Regions from separate parts of the Mus musculus genome. Here all the other regions are linked to region 2. Evidence: chromatin contacts called from public HiCAR-type and promoter capture Hi-C data. All regions are on one chromosome and are shown on one strand. Each heading gives the region's core, a stretch centred on a gene start, on an enhancer-like site or on the middle of the called end of the contact. The rest is flanking DNA. Distances are from core to core; before and after follow the strand shown.

Region 1 (2,814 bases), core at 229-2,728, 1.2 Mb after region 2:
ATGTTAAGGTAAGTCTTACTGATGCTTCAGAGTCTAACTCACACACCAGTGCCTCCATGAGCTTTTGTAATGCATGCTGAAATGGTTTCTGCCTCTTCTGAACTCCCACAACACTTATTTACAATCTCAGAGAACAAAATTAACTTTAGCTTGCTACATGTGTACCTGTCAGTCCCCAGAAGACCAGCTACTCAACTGCTATATCGTGTATTCCTTTCTGTTATTTCTATTGTCCTCAATTAGTAAAGTACAAATTTACCAAAGGCTTGCATTGTGTGTAGGTACACCGTGACAGTGATATATAAACACTGTGAAAAACAACAGCAAAATCCATGAGTCTTACACCTGGTCAATACAGTTAGATCAACTGTAAGATATACACGTGCACACACACACACACACAACTTCAAAAGTAGAAGTGTCCACCAAAAATTAATGACCCTCAGTGGGAAAAATAATGCCTACCAAAAAGGTATTGGCAGGGTTGGGGATGTATCACAGTTGGTAGAATGCTTGTCCTAGCACACAGGAAGCCCTCGGTTCAATCCCCAGCCCAACACAAACCAGGCAGGATGGAGCTTACAAGCCAGCACTCGGGAGGAGAAAGCAAAAGCATTGGAAGTCCACAGTCATCCTCAGCCACTCAGAAAGTTCGAGGCCAGCCTTGGGCTACATGAGTTCCTTTAAAAACCAAATCTTCCCACAGCCCCAGAGACACATGCAAATGCCCGGGAGAAACAGTAACAAAATTCAAAACGCCCTCCAAGTCATGAAATTAAATTGTGAGGAAAGTGGTGGGGAAGAAAAAAAAATAATAATAACAAATGTTAGAAACTGTTGGGAGATAAACAAAATTAATAATAATAATTTTTTTTTTTAAAGACAACCCTGAACTACGTAGAAGGAATCTTGCTGGGTGTATCTCACGACCTCTGCACTGTCAAAGGTCGCGGTGGTTATTTCAAAAGATCTCATTTCAAATGGTCTGAGATCTCCATCCAAGAACTTCCTCCTTAGTGCGCCCATTCCAACTCCCTGGCTAGGGACTCGGCGAACTCAGTGGGGAAGCCACTCTCTTCGCTGGGCCAAGCGGGAGGACCTGACTTAGGCGCAGATCCAGGATGGCCCCTGAGTCCCCGGGATTCTGCCCCAGCCGCAGAAGCCCGCGGGCAGAGGGGACCCTGAAGCAGAGGGGGCGGGGCAGGGGCTCAGAGGAGGACAGGTGCCTTTTGCTCCACGCCCCGCCAGCCAGCACCTCGGGGACAGGCAGGATGGCGAACAGGAAGAGAAGGGGCCAGTGGGAATTAAACCTGGGCTCGCACTCACCAGCTGTCCCCGCCCGACGTTGACAGTGGCAGAAGCTCTTCTCCTTCCGCCATTGCTGTTGACGTCCACGTCACTTTGCCGAAAAGTGGACCTGGCACCGAGACTGTCTCAGAGATTCAGTGTCGTAAAAGGAGTTATGAAGTCTGAGACTTGAGACTCACCAGAGCGAAAGAGGGAGGAGGCGAGGAATTGGAAGGATGCAACGTCACCACGTCTCTAGGGCGAAAGGCGGAGCCCGGAGCTTTGCGAGAGGGAGAAGATTATGGAAGACCACAAATCCCAGGATGCCAAGGGCCCGCGAACGGAGTGGGCGGGGCACAAGGCTTGTGGGCGGGGCCGACCCTGGGGAGTGGGAGGGGTTCTCCGGGATGGGGCGGGGCGCCACGCTGCGGGCAGGCGTGGCTCAGAGGAGACTCTGAAAGTGAAGCATCCTGGCTTGGCGTCTTAATGTTTGGGTCTCTGGCTGTCCGGTGTGAGCCAGAATTGAGAATCCCAGCTAGTGGAGAGAGGAGGGCAAGTATGAATTCACACAGAGAAGGTAGGCTGAATAGAAAAAAAGGAAAGGACATACCACATCATTTGTAAAGACCATTCAAAAAAATAAAAAGGCCAGGGACTTAGTAAACCATACAGCACTTGCCCAGCATCCTCAATGATTCAATCACCAGAGCTACAAGAAAAATAAAAATACACGAAGGACTCTGTCAAGCTATCCAGTTAAGAAAATTATACTCTAGTCTTCTATCTTAAATATGTCTTCTAACAGCCAGGAGAATCAACTGTAGTTCTGAAACTGAAATTCCAGTTTAAAAAATCAGTTTAAGAAAGCTGCCGAGGGGGGCTGGTGAGATGGCTCAGTGGGTTAGAGCACCCGACTGCTCTTCCGAAGGTCCAGAGTTCAAATCCCAGCAACCACATGGTGGCTCACAACCATCCGTAACAAGATCTGACTCCTTCTTCTGGAGTGTCTGAAGACAGCTACAGTGTACTTACATATAATAAATAAATAAATCTTAAAAAAAAAAAAAAAAAAAAGAAAGCTGCCGAGATCCTTCCCTTCCTAGCCAAAGTCCCATTTGTCCCTCTAAATGGGCCTCCTTGTTCCGCACCCAGGTTTCATCCACAGTACCAGTATTACCAAAACACTAGCCCCTGGGCTATCTTTGCCTAGTACAGATTCAGGGAGGAGCTGAACAAATATTTTTAAGCCCAGGAACAACGATGCAGTTAACTACATGAAATTTATGGATAAATCTGAAAATGCCATTGTTAGATGAACCAAACAGATTACAAACAAAAGGCATCGTTTATGTTTGATATCAATATATTAGCAATAGATGCATGCACACTGAGAAATGCAGGGGTAATGTGTAGAAAAACTGAAAACAATTAAGTTTTAGATGGGGCAGGAATGACCAGAAATAGCTTTAATTAAGTAAAGTAAGTTTCTGTTCGATTGGTTGGCTGGTTATGTTTTGTTTTGTCTTT
Region 2 (2,749 bases), core at 72-2,571:
TTACCTGGCAACAACTAGGTGTGCCCGACTGACTATAAAAGGGGCTGTTGGCCACCTTCCCTCTCTCTTCTGCTCTGTTGCCTTCTTGCTCCTGCTCTGTCCTCTTGCTCCTTCTGCCTGTCTCCCCATTCCCCTCCCCCATCTCTCCCCATGTCCTCATGGTGCTCATGGCCGGTGTCTACTCAATAAACTCTATGGGGGAAGGGATGGCTCAGCATGGGCTGGTGGAGGCACCCCATCTCCCACACCTGACTGCACAGCCACCAAACATACTCTTCCTCTCCCTTATCTTTTTACTAACAGAACAAGGACCAGGGTCTTGAAGCCCACACCCACAGTGACATACCTACTGCAAGAGGCCACACCTCCTAATAGTGTCATTCCCTGGGTCAAGCATGTTATAGTCTTAATTCTAGTGGCTATTTTGAAAAGAATTAGCACACAGGAAATGAGAAGGGGAATACATAACATTCCTGGCTCCAACTGGGTGGGAAGATTACAACGTGTCTAAATGTCATACAAGGTGGGGGAGAAAAAAAGATGTGAGTTTCTTGCTCCTGTGTGGGAGGGGGCGCAGGAAGAGCAGAGAGAGAGAAGCGTGGGGATGGTGAGACAGTAACAGATGGCAGGTGCAGGGGAAGAATCCTTGGCCCCAGAGAGTGGAGCTCTGGGACAGCCTGGTGCTTAGCATCTGCAGGAGTAGGGAAGGTGAGAGGCCAGGAGGCTGGGGTAGGGGTATTTGTGGATGGGGACTTTGGGGCTTTGATATGCAACCACAGGTATATGTCAACGAGGAGCCATCTGCCCCATCTCCTAGGCAAGGGAAACAAATGCTAGCCTTTATCTATCAGAGATCTAAGTGCTGGGCCACGACTGTTATTTTGGATCCTGAGGCCTAACAGTACCAAACACAGGCTTTATAGTTTTTGATAGAAAAGACTCATATTTGTTTATTTCTTACATCAAACAACAGGAACAACTACATTTTGCTGTCCTTGTTTCTAAGTTTGAGTAGCCTTCTTGAGGACAAATAGCTAGAAATACCACAGACAGTAGCTTCTCATATTTTGGGGGGTAATTTCGTTCAAAAGGCATAAAAGCAGAGGTACTCGGTATCTGTAATTTTTGTCAACTCAAATTTTATTTTAAAGTCAACGGGTTAAAAAATCGTGAATCAAGTTTTTCCTTAGGGACCCTCGTGGGGTAAGTCCCCTTCGCCTAACCAACGACAGAACGATAGGCTCGCAGGCTAAACAAGGCCCAGGAAGCGCTACCTCTGGCAGAGGTGGGAGGGGCAAGGGACTTCCGGTCGGGGGGGGGGGAGGCGACGACTAGTGCGCAAGCGCGAATCTCACTTCTGGCTTTCTCTCTTCCCCTCCCCCTCCCTTCCCCAGCCCGAGGGGTCCTGAGGTGACAGCGCCTGGAAGTGGGACTGGAGGAGCCGGCGGAGGAGAAGATGGACAGGGCCAGGCCTGGGCGTCGGCGAGCTTCATCAGGTGAGGAGAGCCGGCGCGAGGGCCGAGCCGACCATTGTACCTGCGCGGCTGGCGGCGGCTCCGCGGCGCGGTGGGGAGGGAGAGAGGGAGGGAGAGAGGAAGGGAGAGAGGGAGGGAGAGAGGAAGGGAGGGAGGGAGGGAGCGGCGGGGGCGCGCATAATGGAGAGCTGGAGGGGGGGGGGGCGCCCGCAGCTGTCGAAAAGCCTCGGCCGCCTGCCCCTTCTGCACCCCTTTGGTATGCTCCCTCCTCCCGGGACACGCTCCTTGATTGTCTTCGGTCCAGCGGTCTTCTCTGCTGGCTATAGCCGCTGTCCTGCCACGCCTTCCTCGCAATTGCACCCGCGTTCACTTTCGCTCCCACCTTCCCCGCACAAGATGTCACTCTCCTTTCTGATCCTTTGACCCCTCGCCTGGCCGGCTTCCCTCCTTCCTTTGGCAGATCAGAGAAGCTGCAAGCGAGGAAGGCGGGGCTTGTCGGTCGCCCCGCAGCGCCTCGAGTAAATAAAATACTCCTGCTGTCCCTCTCGTCCGACAGGCTCGTTTAATAGCGTTTTTCTTTTCCAGCCTCCAGCATCTTCCAAAAGTGATTCGAAAGTCAAAGGATTTGAAGCCGGGTTTTTTGTTGTTGTTGTGTTTTTGTTTTTGTTTTTTTATCTCAGCCCATTTTTTGGAATTGTTTTAAGACTTGAAACTCAAGAACCTCTTTTAAGTTTTGTATAAAATTGAGATAGAGCTCCGCCCCGTCGACAAGTTATTGTTATCCATCTCATCTGTTAAGTGCACCTCTTAATTCCTGGAGTCAGCTCCCGTGTGCATAGAAATGCACTGTCTAGTACATAAAACAGTGTCGATGAATTCATTGAGTTGTTTTTGTTTTCTTTTCTTTTTCTGTTTTTGAGAAAAGGTCTCCCTGTGTAACTCAAGATGGGGTCATATTCCTATTCCCCCTGATTACCTCTTCTGAATGGTGGGGTTACAGGCGACCCCCCCCCACTTTTTCCTCTTTCTGTTTTTTTGAGACAGAGTTTCTCTGTGTACTCCTGGCTATCCTGGAACTCAATTTGTAGACCTGGCTGGCCTCCCAACTCAGAGATATGCCTGCTTTTGCCTCCCATGTCCTGGGGTGTTAAAGGCTTGCACCACTACCAACTGAGCTCAACCCATTGTAAACTTTCTCATTATACGGTTTATTTTGGTAGAGTTAGACTCAGCAGTTCCAAATCTATTTAGGTATGCCCGGTGGCAATGTGTCT
Region 3 (2,822 bases), core at 188-2,687, 1.1 Mb after region 2:
TCTTGTTCAAAACTTGTAACCACGTTTGACATCTTATGATAAAGGTCGCTACTAGTCTTTGTGAAAGATGAGACAAATACGAAACAATATTAGGGTTCCAAAAGGCATTGCTGGAGGTGGGACATAAGAGGACCACTGCCAGCACGCAGTACTGTGGTGGATCCACAGCTCCTGAAGAATGGGCAGGCTGCCCTGATACTTACAGGCAGAGAAACTATGTTGGCACCTTGCTTTGCTGCCTCCCGCACTAGGCTACAAGCCCGGGTAAGGTTATCTGATTTAATGGAAGAAACTTGAAGCTGTATGAGGGCCAGGCGGAAAGCTGGGGAAAAAAGAAAAAAAAAAAAAAAAAAAAAAGTCATCAGATCTGCCCACTAAGTTCACCCAGGGCCAGGATTCTCAAACAGGATATCAGGCAGTATTTGAACATGGTTTTTGATTGACCCAACTACTGGCAATCTAAAGGGGTATATCGACAACACTGACAAAACCTGGCTTCTGAAGAAGGCCGAAGCTCTCCTTAAAAGTATAAAAACTATGATCGCTCATTCCTTGGCTTATCCTAAATATGATGAGAGAGAAAAAAAAAAAAAAGGCATTTAGCCCCTAACACCTCTTAATTGAACAGTGCCAGAATCTGTATAAAAACAAATGAAACCAAAACCTGGCATTATTTTCAGGTTAACAGACCTTGAGCTGTCACCAGAGTATCACAGAAACTCACTAATATCTCCCCTAACCCTAGGAAGTTAGACTGCCTCTGCTCCTGAGGCAGGAAAGGATAATAAAACTATAGTTTTGTTTCTAGCTTCTTCCAAAAGCCACCCAATATGGACAAGGTCCCGACCCAGGTTAGGGGCCGGTGCAAAAGCGCCCTCTGCAGGCTTACGCAGGAAAACCCCTCCACTGGGGTCCTCCGTGTGCAAGACTTGTTGCTTCCCCTTCTCCGGAAAGCGATTAATGATTTTGAAGATGAACAAGTCGGGGCGGAGGGCACGAAAACACCTCGAGTGACGGGCCTATTACGGGAACAACATTTACATGAATATGCCAGGACAGTGCAACTATAAACTTTTACAGACGAGGAACTGCGGAGTGAGGTGTGATTATCCACCGCTTTGTGAGGCGAGGAAGTCAGAGCCACGAGTTGGACACCACCACCCAACCCGCAAGCTGACCAGCTCCGACAGCACAGGACGCCCCGCGCGGAGGCCTGTGCTCGCACGGCCAGCCGCCCCTGGGCTTCGCCGCGCCGCGGACACCGGTGACAAGAGCCACCGGCATGGCTGACCGGGGGACGCAAGGACCCAGCCGGCTCATCTGCACCGCCGCACGGAGGACCCCGCTCCCGCTGGGAGCTGGACAACCAGACCACGAGCCACTTACTAGACATGGCTCTTCCACGGTGCACCGCAGGCCACAGGGACTCCTGCCAGTCAATCTCCTCCGCAGCGTGCAGAAGGCGGGGCCGAGCCGCGCGCGCAGAAGGGGCGTGGTCAAGGGCTGGGTCGAGGGGCGGAGCCTCGATGAGCTTTGAGGATTTTACTGTTTTGTTTTGTGCTGTGCTGTAATGTAGGTGAGTAAGCCTCCGACTTTGTGCACATTCAGTACCAGTCTACATTCTTGCCTGGGCACCGTACTAAAAATGGCTCACCCTTTGCGGTTGCATACACCAAGAAGTGATAATTACAAATTCTTTATATAGGGCCTTCAAAAGCAAAGTCAAAAAAGAGAAGCCTACGTTATGGTAGTGTGCCATAAATGGTCTGGGGTAGAAAGGTCCTACTTGTGGCACAAAGGACATAAATTTCAGGTTAGATCATGGCAGTGGCCAGGGTAACGATGCTCCATGCTGACTGGCTTGAGGAAGTGCACCTGGTTGTTTTAGGCTAGCAGGACTTCAGAACCTTGCTCCTAACTGGGCTGGGGAAAGAGATAGAGTTGGTGCTAAGCAGTATTCTACGATTTGACCTTTGTATTTATTATTTAATTTTTATTCATTATCATTTATGTAAATATTTATTTTTGTTTTGAGCTTTTCCGGTTTTCAGACAGGGTCTCTTGTAGCCTAGGCTGCACTTTAACTTGCTATGTAGCTAAGGCTCACCTTGACGTCTAATCCTCCTGCTCCCACTCCTGAGTGCAGGGATTGAGTCCTGTAGCAACACACCCAGCTAGTGACATTGCTTTCTAAGCTTTGCAGTGCTTGCAAGTTAAAGTCTATACCTTGTCACATTTGCAGAGCACGGAGCCAAGGGGATTAGAGAGCTTGACAAGAGGAAAGAAAGCCTGCAGATCAGATCCCCAAAAGAAATTTTAGTCAGCTGTCTTCAGTGGGGCTGAGCTTTTCACAAACTTTGGGAGAGACAGAGAGAGCCAAACAGAGAGACAGAGAGAGGGAGAGAGAGAGAACCATAAACAGCAGTTTGAAAAGGACAAAGCAGGGCTGGAGAGATGGCTCCGTGGTTAAGAGCACTTGGTGCTCTTGCAAAGGACCTGGGTTTGGATCTAAGCACCTACATCGTCCTGAGGGGATCACAGAATTGTTTCTTCCAAGAACCTGAGAACACTGGGGAAGCGGGGTGAACAAAGAATGTATGCGCTGGAGGAAGGTGTGGGGATGGGTTGCAGTATGGCCTTATGTCTTCCAGGGTTAACATATTTACCCCATCTTCATCTTGCATTAGAAACTGCAGTGGCCTGGTAGCCATGGCAACTACTGAAGACAAAGCCAGGTCTAAGGTGACAGATCTATTGACAGCTCTAGTAGAAAGAGGGGGGAAAGGTCACAGAAACCTCACTCCCTGAGCTCAACTGATCCT

Evidence for each region. HiCAR-type assays count read pairs that join an accessible place to other places. Capture Hi-C pulls out chosen DNA fragments and counts their contacts.
Region 1: a HiCAR-type map of astrocytes shows a contact between it and region 2, with 5 times the contacts expected there. The contact joins the promoter of Tbc1d23 here to the promoter of Senp7 in region 2. A contact is called at or near these places in 5 of 39 promoter capture datasets (the C10 cell line, hematopoietic stem and progenitor cells, liver and 2 more), 1 of 15 datasets of contacts at CTCF or cohesin (large pre-B cells) and 2 of 115 datasets of contacts at active chromatin or transcription factors (astrocytes and large pre-B cells).
Region 3: a contact with region 2 is called in a promoter capture Hi-C map of liver, with 2.2 times the contacts expected there. The contact joins the promoter of Nit2 here to the promoter of Senp7 in region 2. A contact is called at or near these places in 2 of 39 promoter capture datasets (the HPC-7 cell line and second pharyngeal arch cranial neural crest), 3 of 115 datasets of contacts at active chromatin or transcription factors (astrocytes, embryonic stem cells and large pre-B cells) and 1 of 9 other capture datasets (liver).

The regions. Positions count from the first base shown.
Region 1 is chr16:57,229,988-57,232,801 of GRCm38.p6, forward strand. It overlaps Tbc1d23 (TBC1 domain family, member 23), which reads right to left and starts at 1,479. Exons shown (of 19, transcript NM_001358433.1): 1 at 1,327-1,479. The coding sequence starts at 1,379.
Region 2 is chr16:56,074,083-56,076,831 of GRCm38.p6, forward strand. Senp7 (SUMO1/sentrin specific peptidase 7) reads left to right here and starts at 1,322. Exons shown (of 24, transcript NM_025483.4): 1 at 1,322-1,496. The coding sequence starts at 1,457.
Region 3 is chr16:57,165,895-57,168,716 of GRCm38.p6, forward strand. Nit2 (nitrilase family, member 2) reads right to left here and starts at 1,438. Exons shown (of 10, transcript NM_023175.1): 1 at 1,387-1,438; 2 at 204-322. The coding sequence starts at 1,393. It overlaps Gm16892 (a long non-coding RNA gene), which reads left to right and starts at 1,475. Exons shown (of 2, transcript XR_003951893.1): 1 at 1,475-1,576.